Regions from separate parts of the Zea mays genome. Here all the other regions are linked to region 1. The links are chromatin contacts, called in public Hi-C maps. All regions are on one chromosome and are shown on one strand. Each heading gives the region's core, a stretch centred on a gene start, on an enhancer-like site or on the middle of the called end of the contact. The rest is flanking DNA. Distances are from core to core; before and after follow the strand shown.

The links. A called contact is a pair of places that touch in the nucleus more often than the background predicts.
Region 2: a contact with region 1 is called in a Hi-C map of ear, with 4 times the contacts expected there. The contact joins the promoter of LOC103646769 here to the promoter of LOC103646774 in region 1. A contact is called at or near these places in 4 of 25 Hi-C or Micro-C datasets (ear, leaf and tassel).
Region 3: a contact with region 1 is called in a Hi-C map of endosperm, with 5 times the contacts expected there. The contact joins the enhancer-like site here to the promoter of LOC103646774 in region 1. A contact is called at or near these places in 2 of 25 Hi-C or Micro-C datasets (endosperm and tassel).

The regions. Positions count from the first base shown.
Region 1 is chr2:104,742,914-104,747,539 of Zm-B73-REFERENCE-NAM-5.0, reverse strand. It overlaps LOC103646774 (pumilio homolog 3), which reads left to right and starts at 1,795. Exons shown (of 9, transcript XM_008671440.4): 1 at 1,795-2,266; 2 at 3,631-4,626. The coding sequence starts at 2,024.
Region 2 is chr2:104,341,241-104,345,866 of Zm-B73-REFERENCE-NAM-5.0, reverse strand. It overlaps LOC103646769 (ABC transporter G family member 25), which reads left to right and starts at 2,535. Exons shown (of 14, transcript XM_020548374.3): 1 at 2,535-2,983; 2 at 3,065-3,141; 3 at 3,763-4,035; 4 at 4,139-4,202; 5 at 4,303-4,446; 6 at 4,556-4,590. The coding sequence starts at 2,754.
Region 3 is chr2:104,436,451-104,441,076 of Zm-B73-REFERENCE-NAM-5.0, reverse strand. No RefSeq gene overlaps it. Among protein-coding and RNA genes, the nearest start is that of LOC118476337, 16 kb to the right of the region's middle. Within about 2 kb of position 2,501, at least 17 of the 20 cell types and tissues checked have an H3K27ac peak or open chromatin away from gene starts, as enhancers often do. A contact at or near this core is called in endosperm and tassel, where this site is marked.

The DNA of each region.
Region 1 (4,626 bases), core at 546-3,045:
GCACGCGGGGTGCCATCATTACTTGTTTACCGGGGAAAGCCAGATGGGACGCCGGTCTTGTTCCCCGTAGCCTGAGCTAGCTAGGGGTAGGGTAATGATGTACCCCCTGTGGCGTGGTCGGTCCGAGCCCAAGGTCGGGCGAGGCGGTGACTCCTCCGAGGTCGAGGTTGAGGCCGAGCCCTGGGGTCGGGCGAGGCGGAGACCGTCTTCCGAGGTCGAGGTTGAGGCCGAGCCCTGGGGGCGGGCGAGGCGGAGACCGTCTTCCGAGGTCGAGGTTGAGGCCGAGCCTTGGGGTCGGGCGAGGCGGAGCTTCCTATGGCGCCTGAGGCTAGACTCGACTGCTGTCAGCCTCACCCTGGCGGGTGGCACATCAGTCGGAGCAGGGCAGGCGGCGCTGTTTTCCTGTCAGGTCAGTCAGTGGAGGGGCGAAGTGACTGCGGTCACTTCGGCCCTGCCGACTGAGGAACGCGCGTCAGGATAAGGTGTCAGACGATCCTTGCATTGAATGCTCTTTTGATACGGTCGGTTGGTGAGACGATTTGGCCAAGGTTGCTTCACTGTGAAGCCTGTCCGAGCTGGGCCTCGGGCGAGTCGAGGGTGCGCCCGTTGCTTGAGGAGGCCCTCGGGCGAGGCGTGAATCCGCCTGGGTCTACTGTTCCTGCCCGAGGCTAGGCTCGGGCGAGGCGAGATCGTGTCCCTTGAGTGGACGGAGCCTTGACCTGAATTGCGCCCATCAAGCTTCTGCAGCTTGTGCTGATGGTGATTACCAGCCGAGTTTAGGAGTCTTGGGGGTACCTCTAATTATAGTCCCCGACAGAACTGGTCTAAAATGGAGCATAGTCATACTAAACACGCCCATAATCCATGTGTTTGTGATACCATGATAATCCTAGGGGCTATTCGTTTCAGATTAAAGCTGACTATTTAGATTGTTGCAGATGCAATACATAGAGACAAAAATAATGTAGAAATAGTAGAAGCCGGTATGGATTAAAACAGGACAATGACTAATATGCAAGCAGTCATCAGGTGTAAGCGTGCAAACAACTTTCTTGGTCCGTCAGAACAAGATCCAACCGTATATGTAATCGTGGTTTGTTAGGGAGCTTTTTTATAAAGCTAACGAGGTGGTGGTGAGAGAATTTAAATGCTAAATATGTTATACGGTTAAATCTAGATTTAGGGCTATACTGGGAACCCTATTTTTCCAAGGCAATTCTATTTTCCCAAGTAAAATTAGTTCATTTTCACTTACGGGGCGTTTGGATCCCTTCATTTTAGAGGAATTGGAATTCACTCAATAAAGTAACTTATTTAGTTTGGAATTTGACATTCCACCACTTTCCAAAGTTAAGATATAAGCCTATCTCAAATTTATGGGGTGAAGGATGAGAAATAATTTTATGCATTAGTAGAATTTGTTTCTACACTATAACTTAAATAACACTCTTCGTCTCACTTTTCCATAGTAAAAATGTAGCACATAAATATCTCCAACATTTTGCTAATAATAGTATATAAATATATTTTGCATAAAATTGAATTACTATTATTGGAATGAAATTCAATTACAATGATTCAAGCAGGGCGTTAGAAAAATAGAAATTACTCTCTTAGGGCTTGTTTGGGAACCCCAATTTTCCAAGGGATTTTTATTTTTCTATGGGAAAATGAACTAATTTCCCTTGGGAAAATAGAAATCCCTTGAGAAATTGGGGTTCCCAAACTAGCCCTTAACGTGAAAAAAAACATGCTTGTATATCTAATAGCTGATTTCTATTCCCTCGCGGCACCGGCCGCTCCAAACCAAACCCAAGATGAGACCAAAACCCCGAAAACCCAAACCCTAGAGCTAAAGGCGCCGCCACCCAACCCACTGGCCACTGCACCCCACCCTACCCCACCCCACACGGGCACCCGCGTGCCAATTTGTTGCCCGCGCCACCTTCGGGTGGTTTCGTTCAAACCCAACCTATTTTTTCGCGAACGCGCGCGTGCGGCGTTACGAGAGGAGGCGGAGAAGATGGCTCCGTTCGGCGACGGCGGCTGGGGTGGCGACGGAGGGGAGGCGCTGCTGGGGCGGGACCCGCTGCGCAGTGGCAGCGCGCCGCCGACGATGGAGGCCGGCGCGGAGGCAGCGGTGGCGGCGGAGAGGGTGTTTGGCAGCGTTGGTGGCGGCGCCTCGTTCTTCTCCGGTATCGACGGGCGCGGGTTGGGCGCGAGGATGGACGAGGTCACCATGCGCCACGGTGCTGCCGGAGTTCAGGTAAGGGGTGTTGCTGCTCTTGAGCTCATCGATGGTTTTGGTTTGGTGGATGTAGTTTGGATCGGTAAGATTGGGGTTTGCCATTGCCATTGTTCCGTCGACGGGCCTCTCAATATTAATTCGATGTTCTTGTGTTTTGATGGTTGGGTTGGGATTCGTATTTTGGCCTTTTATTAAATACTAGATGATTAAAGTTTCCATGTGCAACGAAGTGGAGAAACGTCAAACTTACCATCTTTAGTTTTGTTTGGTTTCCAATGCTAAACATTAGTGTTTCATGAGTGTCATTCTGTAGGTTCAGGCGTTTACGTTTGTCTTTTGTAGATTAGATGGATGCTTGGATATCAGGTCGGACTCGTTGTTATCTTCCAAATATAGCATGCGATCTGTGTGATTTTGCTCAGAAGATTTGGATTTGCCACAGATACTTATTTACGCACAAATCATCATAAGTATAGGGGTATATATATCGGGAGCCGTCTACTGCTAAAGTGCTAATGATGTTTGCTGTTATCTAGTTCTCGCCGGTACTTAGGAACTACATTTTCTGTGTTCATTCGCCATATCCCATCAGATAGGATGGTTTGTTTGGAGGACTCACCAAGATACATAATTTGAGGGAAAAATTCTCTTCCTTTATCCCATGTTGCACATTATCATCTATTTAGACAATTATGGTTCTTAAAATCTGGTTTTATTCTGGCAGATGTCTTTTTCTATCTTTATTTTTAGAGAGATTATCTACATACCAAATTTAATTGGACGATTAGCTTTAATCCATATTTGCTTAGAACTGAACTTTCTGTTCTACTACATGCAACTTTTCTTCAGGGGCGGAGCTTGGAACATTACAATGATGGTGCTTAATATATGCCATCTCCATCTCAGGGGCGGAGCTTGGAACATTAATAATGCATTTCCTTCCAACAGTTGGCAAAAAAAGATGGTGCTTAATAACGAAATATTAGATATAAACCATACTTTAGGGATGTTAATCAGGGTAATGTACATGTAGGGTTAAAAAGGGTAACATGGGCAGCGGCTGTGGGGTTGGGTTTTTTGCAGCCCTCGCAGCACCTGCCATGTATCCTGTCCTTAGTTCTGCTCCTGCTATTCACTGTTATGTTTGCATGCTTAATGATTTAATGTGTACCATTTTTTGTAATCCTCTTATCTTTAACATTGTTCCAAAATTCTTTTGTTTAACTTTGATATTTTCTTTTTTTGCCAACTGTTGGAAGGAAATGCATTATTATTGTTTGCCTAATATGCTCCATAGAAGGGACAAAGAATTTTCTTCTATAGCTTTTTTTTTCATTATGTGTTCATTCCAAATAATTTTAGGCTTTGTATTTTTGCTTCAGGAACATTTTGGCAATTCTGCATCTTTATCTGTTAGACCACATGGCCAACAGTTTAATGGTACAGGAGACTTGGATGAACAGCAGTTTGGACTGAGCAGAGTTCATAGTGGTGGTGTTATGGCAAACTACTCTGCATCTGACATGGGTCCCCTTTGGACAGATATGAATCCAGACAATGTTGACTATTGCAGAAATATCCAGAATCGCTCCATGTCAAACATTGGAAAGATGAATGCTTATGGCAATAGGGATCTTAGTGCTTCCTACATGTTTGATTCTAATCTTTTAGATGCTTTATCTGGGCTGAGGCTGTCTAATAGTCTAGTAATGGACCAATGGAATCATGGGGAAGGGCAACTAGACGAAATACTCGAGTGTCAAAGAGATTTCTCAAAAATTGGTGATGAAAATCGATCACCTTTGGTTGGTAATGTTTTTCGTGCATCTAGGTCGGATGTGCATCCACTGCCAATATATGGACATGGCATTTCACAGAGGCAGACCAGTGCATTAGATGGTTCCAATGTTTCAAGGTTCAGTCGCCATCACATAAAGGGTGTTGATCACTTATCTTTGGCTGCTGAACGGGTAGCTGCAATGCAATCAGGCAACCTGCGTAGAGGAACCAATCTTTCTCGCAATGCGTATATGACTAATATGGTCAACCCCATGAGCAACAGATACTACAGTAATACAGACTTGGATTTGGTTAGTAGTCGAAGGGCGTTCCTTGATGATCTACTTGCACAACAGTATCTGCAGGAGGATAATCTGTCATATGATGATAGTAGGATCTATCATGGCGAGCCTCGTTTTTCCTCTTCAAGAATGCAAAGACCTGGATCTCATTTTTATCCAAATTCGAGGAACATTCTATCCCATGGTGATCGGCAATCACGGTTCTTCTCCCTCAATAGAAAGGCAATGGGTAGAAATATTGGATCACAGGTCTATCATGACAATGCATTAGCAAACTACCTGGATGTGCCTTCTTTG
Region 2 (4,626 bases), core at 1,286-3,785, 400 kb after region 1:
GTTGGTCTTGACAACCTATAGCCGATGTATTACGTGTGTTACCTCCTAACTCAACCTCGTGTGAAGGAAAATTTGCAATGCTAGATTTATCAAATGCACGTGCTAGTCTCCTATAGTCGTTTTACATACCCCCTATGATATTTTGCATTTGTTCTCGCTGCTCATCTACATAATTCTTAAGAGATTGCAGCTCGTTTGTATTACTTACATTGGGGATATCTAGCGTGGGTCGAAGCGAAGCCGGATCCATCGCCCATTGTCGGACGACCTTGTTGTTCCTGTCCACTTTGAAGATGGCCAAGAACTTTGCTTTTGCCTCCTGGATCAGCTGCTCCTTGTGCTCCTCGAACTGGAGCTGTTCGTCGGCCGGCAAGGTTTCCCAAGTCGGCTCTATAATGTTGTTGGGGGAGACTTCAGAGCTATCCCTTGAACCGGCCATTGAGGGCCGATTTGATGAGTCTAGATGTGTTGTCCCCAGCGGAGTCGCCAAAAAGTATGTTGACACCTTTTTAGGGCGCCAAACACTCAACACGAACTAGTGGCAGTGCTCTCTGCACAGGGGCGGACGGTCCGCGCGGAGGGGCCGGACGGTCCACGTCCTGGTGCGAGGCTAGAGTTCCTGCCTGACGGCCGGACGGTCCGCGTGTGCGCAGGGGCGGCGGAAGATTGCCGGTGGCGCCTGGATCTCGCTCCCGGGAGGGACCCCGTCCGGGAGGACAGATCCTAGGAGTTGTCTAGGCTCGGGCAGGCCGACCTAGACTCCTCTAATCGACGTAGAGTCGAAGAGAAGCGAAGAATTTGGGGGATCGGAAGGCTAAACTAGAACTAGACTAGAACTACTCCTAGGAAATAAATGCGGAATAGAAGTGTTATTGATTCGATTCATTATTACAAATCGCCCGTATACCTCTCTATTTATAGAGGAGGGGGGCTGGACCCTTTACAAACTAATTTCCAAGCTTATCCCGAGATTCTCGCCAACAAACATAGCAAGAAACTCGGAACCCTAATCTGTTCTGCGCCTGCGTGGACCGCCCGGCCTACAGGTGCGGACTGTCCGGACCGCGGACCGTCCGGCCCCAGGGCCGGACCGTCCGACCTATCATTTTGGTCGCCAACAATAAGAAAGTTTCTTTTCCGTCTCAATTCCTTCTTCTACCCTAATTTTCCCTCAATTCCTTCTTTGTCTTCGTCCTCCTTCGACCCTTAAAGGTACCTGGATGCCTAAAAGGAGTGGAAAATTAGGATAACTGTTTTTCATATTAATCGAGGTCTCTAATTTTATCTCGTAGACATAACCTATGCATATAACCAAGCAAGCTAGTATAAGTAAGGTTTTGTCTATGTGTTACTATCTCTATCGTAAAACAGAGTTACAATCTATAGGTTCCAATCCTACCAACTAGCCTGTAACTAATGTAGGAATGAAAAAGCACACAATCGAAGGAAGCAATGTAAATACGGAAGCTTAATTATGATAGAGATGCAACCTCCTATTGACGTGCCAATATTTTTTACAGAGGTATTAAGAATCAGCAAGGTTGTAATTAATCCTCATTAGTGCCCCTACGCATGGAAGCCCATGCGAGGGCCAAACACCTGATCAGGTAGCTCTGTAGTTAGCCACGATCCTTTTTCCCCTGCAAGTGGTCCTTCTCTTCTGGCTTCACTCGGATGCTCCACACTGTCTCCACTATCGAGCTTTCGACCGAAACATTGTGGGCCTCATTACCTTCGGTGCACGACGATGGCCACACCTTAAACACGGTTTGTGTGATCTTGCAAGACTGTTGTCCACTCAGTACATTTACAACGACGCACGCAAGTGTCCAGGGGTTTGAGAGTGTCTAACCTCACTATCGACAACTAGGCATAACCTAGAGCGAGTGTTATAACTCTAATACAGATGAAGACTATCAAACATTTGATGAAGACTAAAAGACTAGACAAATTTATTAAACCTAATTAAATCTATGTTTAACACTCATATTTGATATTCAAACATTTAATGTGACACGAACTAAAATTTAGTGAGGAAACTAAACACCTTCTCAAATTCCTGCCCTCTATGTTACCAAACTATCATGCTCTTACATAATTTATAGTTAACGGTTGTTTAATCAAACATACTTTAGCTTTTTCTACGATTGTTAGTTTGCAACAATTTTTTCATAACTAAATCAGATTTTCAGTAATTTCTAGCTATAACCAAACATGCCCTTAATGAACATGGGTTATGAGTTTGTGTCATACGGGGTGCAGGGGTACTCTGAAAGTAGAAAATCTGGTTGAAAGAAACTCTCTGTTCTTTTTTATTAGATGCTGGTATAGAGATATACAAAAGATATATAGAGGTAGCCATAGAGATAAGGGTTAGAATAAAAATATAGCAGGGGAGGGAGAGAAACGAGAGCAGGACGAAACAGTCAGGTTGGCCCCTACCCGCATGTGGCAGCCAGAGGCAGTCCACACGCCTACAAAATACCGAATCAACGGCAGCAACTTTTCTGTCTCTTGGCTTGTTCCTTCGTCCCTCCGGCCTCCAGCCTCCAGCCTCCAGGCCAGCAAGCAAACAGTAGCGCAGTATATATTGGCAAAGCATCCCTTTCTCGTTTCCTCGCTCGCAGTCGCAACACGTTTCCACGCCGTCCCTCCGCTTACCCGGCCGGCCATCCCCATTCCCATCCTTTTCTCCTCCTCCTCCTCAGCCGGCCAAGCTCGCTACCGCCTCGGCGCTCCTCCTCCGGCTCGGAATGCGCGATGCGAGGGCTCCGCAGCTCCAGCAGCGAGCCCATGGCGGCGTCGGCGTCGTCGTCGTCCTCCTCGTCCTCCTCGCAGGCGCCGCCAGCGGCCAGCAGCAGGCGCAGCCGCCGCCGGTAGTACCTCCGGCGGACCTGCCGGACGTGGAGAGGCAGCTCAACAACCTGACCAACGACATCGCAGTCACCATCTCCGACAAGTTCAGCTTCTGCGTTGCCGACCTGTAAGCTGCTCGATCGCCGTCGTCGCCCGTCAGTACAGAATAACCCGTGTAGCTGATCCTGATTCGTGGCGGCGTGCTCAGGGAGGAGGACTGGAACGAGGCCTTCAACTACACGTCCGACCTCAGCTTCGTGGATCGGTGCCTCACGGAGACCCAAGGTAAGCTCATGCATGGCCTGATCCCGGATGTGGCCTTCATCGCTGTTTGACTGGTCAATCCACATCTCAGGATTTTGGGTCTGATTTCCAGTTGATTTTTAATCAATTCTTCTGTTTGCTTCCGAGTGAAGTGGTTTTGAATCCGAGAATCTCGTCTCGGCACGGCAAAGATTGTTGGGCCGGGTGAAGAAATTATTAATTATCAATTATTCTGTTTGATAGGTGCCTGCTTGCCTAGGGTAGTAGTAGTAGGTTTCGTCAACTTATGAACGCGTGGACCACACCTTGTGTCGTTCTTGTAGCCCCTCGATTTTTCTCTCGTTCCAGCCAGGCAAGTGGCTGACTGAGACGTTGTCAGTTTGAAACGTTCTCTCCTACGCATTTCGCTTCGCACGTGAAATCATTCATCTTAGAACAACCATTTGTTTATCTGACACAGTTGGGTTTGACAAGCTCAACTCCAACTAATAATAGTATGATCGTCCATCGCAGTTCGCAGTCCTAGTGACGTTGGCAATCTTTTCACAAACTAGGCATTTTGACTCAGTATAAAAAATGAACCTGTCTTCATTATTTTATTCTATAAATATCTAACGAACATACATACTGGGTTCCATCCAGGCGACCTGGTCCAGCGTCTATGCACGCCGGACGAAGTGAAGTTCTACCTGGCAAGCCTGTACGACCGCGACGGCGACAAGAACATCAACCTCAAGACGAACATAAACTGCAACATCTCGTCCTGGGGGAGGGGGTGCGACGCCGGATGGGCCTGCGCCGCCGACCCGGTGGTCGTCGTTCGGGATCCCAGGAACGGCGTCCCGCTCAGAGCGAGGGGCTGCCAGGCATGCTGCGAGGGCTTCTTCTGCCCGCGCGGCCTCACTTGCATGCTCCGTGAGTTGCATTTATCAGCTAGCTTGCCCCGCGTGGGGCCACGCTCTCTCGTGCTTGCTTGCTTCTGACTTGGTGTCCCTCCCTTTCCTCTTGCCGTCGTCAGCTTGTCCGCTAGGCTCCTACTGCCCACGCGCCACGGCGAACCAGACGACTGGCCTCTGCGACCCGTAAGACGCATTCCTTCCTGCTGCTACTGCGACAGACGGATTCAGTGTGCCATGCCATGCGTGTGTCTCAACTACTGTGGGGGGCTTTTGGTATTATCAGGTACAAGTACCAGATCACCCCGAACTCGACGAACGGTTGCGGAGGCGCTGACATGTGGGCCGATATCCAGAGCACCGAAGAGATCTTCTGCCCGGCTGGTTACCACTGTCCGAGCACAACAAGGAAGGACAACTGCAGCACTGGGTGGGTACTGCATGCTCTGTTTCTTCTGCAGGCATTGACTTTCACTTGAACCTTCACGTATGAAGTGAGGTGGTTTGACTTGGTCAGTGTTGCTCTGTTTCTTCTGCAGGCACTATTGTAGGCTCGGTTCCACCGCTCAAGAGAGTAAGCGCCGTGAACAATATACGACATGGCTTTTTT
Region 3 (4,626 bases), core at 1,252-3,751, 310 kb after region 1:
AGTGAGGACCCCGCACTAGTTGGGTTTTATGAAGCTATGGAAAGGGCAAATGTTGAAAAAATTACGGTTGAGATTTTAACTGGACTGACTGAAGATTCTAGTGACAGTGAAGATTTTGATATTGAGAGTGATAACGATGATGCTAAAGATCGGTCGTGGAGGCCGAGTCATGTGGTATTTGGGAAATCAACTGTGAAGAAAGGACATGTTGAGGCTATGAAAGGAAAATACTTTCATGATGTGTCTATAGTGAGAATCGGCGGTGAAAATACTGTTCCACTTCCTAAAAAGATGAAGTAGTGGTTTCTTGAAGCTTCATGAAGGTTGGGCTATGGTTCCCCTTACACAGGTTTCTAGTCGAAGTTTTGAAGAAGTTTGAAATTTTCCTTCATCAGCTCACCCCTGATGCATTGATCAAGGTTGGAATTTTCATTTGGGCAATAAGGAGCCAGAGATTGGAACCGGATGTTGATTGTTTTTGTAATATTCACGAGTTGTCCTATCAGACGAAGGCTACCAGGAAGGACCAGTATCTGTCATGAGCCCCTAGTTCACACGCCCATTTGTCCGCTTCTCACAGCTTCACGGTTGTGCAGTATGCCACCAATTGGAAAACCCATAACCAATACAACTTTGTGATCATCGAAATAGTGGTATAGCTTGTGTGCGGTGAGGAGGATGACATACAACAACTTCTGGACTTGAGGATACCTAATCTTAGATGGCCCTAGTACTTCACTGATGAAGTAGACTGGATATTGAGTAGCTTGTATGTGTCCTTCCTCTCGTCGCTTGACTACCAACATGGTGCTCACCATGTGAGTCATGCACGAGATGTACATTAGTAGCTCTTCAGCTAGCTGATCTGAAGTCGCTCAGTTGGGTAGTTTGAGAACTAGAGTTGTCAGGAACTTCTTGAGTGCCTCGAATGCTTCATGTGCCCCTAGAGTCCACTGTAATATGTCCACCCTCTTGAGCAGCTTATAGAATGCCATTCCCCTTTCAACGAGTCGTGAGATGAATTGGCTTAAAGCGGTCATGCACCCTATCAGCTTCTCAACCTTATTTTGTGATCTTGGGGGTTCCATTCTGTAATACCCAAAAAATGTAAAATGAAAATATAGTTGACTTACCTATATGTGTTTGCCTCCATTTATTATAACATGTGAATGAATACCTCAAAAGTCATTAATTAACTAATGACACCCAAAAATAATTTGTGCATCATGCTATGGTTATTTGTTTGTGCATTCACTCATGAAGATAATGATAAAAGAAATATACTAAAGTTGAGATGGGCATTTAACCTCAATTTGGAATACTAGAAATTGGGGAAAACAAAGCACTAGATTTAACAAAATAAATATTAAAAATAAATAAGTGCACCCATGCCATGTTTAAGTTGAACATGTGATGAGAAAACAAATTTACCACAAAGTTTGAATTTGAATGGGAATTCAAATTATATATTTGAAAATAAAAAGAAAAGGGAAAACATAAAACAAAAAAGGAAAAAAAAACTGCGCTCGGCCTAACTCCACCCATTCGGCCCACTCAGCACGCCTCGGCCCACCAACACTTCACTCGTGCGCCGCGCGGCCCAGTCTCACCTAACGGCGCCCACCCATGGGTCCCACGAGACAACCCCACTTGTGATCTGTTGCACCCACTACGCCGCGGGCCCGCTTGTTAGCTTCCCAGCGCCTCACGGTTATCACTGACGCGTGGGGTTCGCTTGTCAGCTGCTCTCAATCGAACCGCGCGCATGGCGGATGTCACCGCCACGTCTCACGCGAGGATAATGCCCGGGGAGTCCGCGACCCTCCTTCCCGACTCATCTACGTGGGGGATAACTATCCTCCTGGCATCTCGGGCGCAGCACGTTCCTCCATTCCCCGGCCATCTCCGTGAACCGAGAAAGAGAGAGAGGGCTGAGAGCCGCCTCGGTCGGTGTCGGGCAAAGTCATGACGCCAACCGCGTGAAGAAGCTGAGGGAGGTCCTCAAGTGGTGTTGGTCCCGTACGGTGCATTGCCTTGCATCGGGGTGGTCGGAGCGCGGGGAATTGCACACCGTAGTTGATCTCGCCTCCGCGCAATCTAGTCACCGCGGTCGGGCCCATTCGCTGCACAATCTCCGGTAATAAGTATACCCCCGTCCTTGTTATGCCTTCCGCATTATGTAGCTAAGCCGGATTAGAAAACGGGCGTGAGAGCGTGGGGATTGACTCCGCCGGTCATGGCGCGCCGCCGCTGACTCACCTTTGGGTCGCCGGCGTTCAAATGGTTGGAGGAGAGCGTTGCCTGGCCGTCGATCGTGAGATATGGGGCTGAGATTAGATTTCTAATGTGGCGCACCTTGGCCGTTAGATGGGTGATGAGCGGTTTGGATCGGAGTTCACATAAGGATTCGCTGGGAACGGTCTCGTGCCGTCCAATCCGATCGAACGAGATCGGAGTGAAGGTACTGTTGTGCCCTAGATCACCGATCCGACGGTAGAATTCGTGTACCGGTTCATGAAGGCTTAGATCTAATTTGGTGCATCGATGATTGATCGGACGGCTAAGAACATTCCATAGCCGTTCGACCGAGCGCTTATGCAAAAGAGCCCTCGGGCTTTTAGTGAATCAACCCGCGGTCCACTGCGGGGTTCGATCTGTGTCTTGGGAATTCTTGCGCAGGGACCCTCGAGCTTTGGTTTAATTGACGCGCAGTCCAAAGAACATATAAATTGGATAAATAAATATGGAAATGGATTTTTAATATAAAAATAATTTCTAGAATTTTTATAATCCCTAGAAAATTCATATTAAGTCCAAATTGGACCATTCCAGTTTCTATAATTTTGTAATAATATTGTTCATCACATAGTGTCTCTGTTTTGACATGAAAATTGTATTAAAATTTAGCTCTTAGCTAATCTTGTATCAAATACATAAAACCTTTGGAAATTCATAACTTAAAATCCATAACTCCAAAATTATTGATTATTTTTCCTATGATCTTATTTTAATGTGTAGATTATTAATATGTATTTTGTATACATGTTTGGTGTGATGTTAATTTCCTCTTTATACTATGCTTGTTTGTATTATGGCGAGTAGAAGAGCAAGTGGATGAGGATCCCGGTGTTCAGCAGGTAGAAGTTGCTGAGCAAGAGCTCATTGAAGGCAAGTTGTGCCCTTGACCACTTTTTACCCAATAATATTTTTTATTATCACTTATTCAAGCATAGGTTTAATTTTGATGGGAACCAATAGGTCACCCTAGACTGGTTATCCTTTTACCTTGTTTACCCCTGAATCATTTGGGTAGTTTTCCTATTGCTCTATATGGTTTTGGGTTTAATGCTACATTATGTCCATGTTCCAATTATTCTATTATTTTATTTATGTTCATGTCAAGATCATTATTTTAATTGGAACATGGAGCTTAACTTGAGAAACATGTGCCACCACAAGGGTGGAATGGGACGCCCTTGGCTGACTAACTAGGAAAGCTAGTGGAGGACTACCTTACCCGATAGGGGCAAGGGCAGTAGGGGAGTAGGCGTGTAGGGAGGTTACCGGGTTGATTTTGCTGCGATGGTGGTCAGATGGGGGATTCCTGCATTTCTCTTCCTAGAAATTGTAGCGGGTTTTCTGAAGCTAGTGGAACTAGGTAAAGGCCTCGTAGTGTTGCCCTGCCTCGCCTCCTTGGTAGAGGTGTAAGGGAGTCGCGATCCCTTGGCAGATGGGTGACATGACTTGTGGGTACAAGGTACAACCTCTTCAGAGTGTAAAACTGGTATAAGCCGTGCTCGCGGTCATGAGCAGCTCAAGACTCTCGCATGATTAAATTATGGAACTAAATTCAATTTGTCATTTGCATTGCATGGGATTATTATTAACTTTGTTCTATTCTTATTATGGTTTGGTATTTACTTACATCTAGTAATTGCTAATAAAATTTGACCAACTTATTAAAATAAATGCTCAGCTTTAACACCTATTGATGATCAATCTTACACATCACATGAACTCCCACCTTTGGTGAGTTCATTCACATTATTCCCCATGACTTGTTGAGCTATGATCTTTTGTGAGCTCACACTTGCGATATATAATCCCCCCATAGAAGAAGAACAGGTGGCCCAGGAGGAGCCGCACAACGAGGAGTTCGACTTGGTCTTGGGGGCTTCTCCCAGTCGACTTTATGGCGCCAAGGATGGACTTTAGTTCGCTTTATATTTATCTTTTGTTTTGTAAGACTTCCGCTATGTAATAAATACTTTTATGATATTGTGACATTTATCTCTATGCATTCTATTATTATATGTGTTGTTCTTCTTTGGCGCACATATGAGATGCACCCAGCATTATTCCTTAAATCCGGGTGTGACAGAAGTGGAATCAGAGGGAATGTTGACTGACGAAACCTAGATAGAAATGGACAAAACCCTTACCTACTTATCTTACTCTGATTCTTTCTATACTTATCTTGATCATGTCTCACCTTTTGCTGTTATACTATGATTACTCTTATCTTTTCTACTATAAGACAAGATGGATTTCACACCTTGGAATCCTACATTTATGACCTTTATAAGAGATAGGAGGCATAAGACAAAATTAAAACTAGTTTCTCTA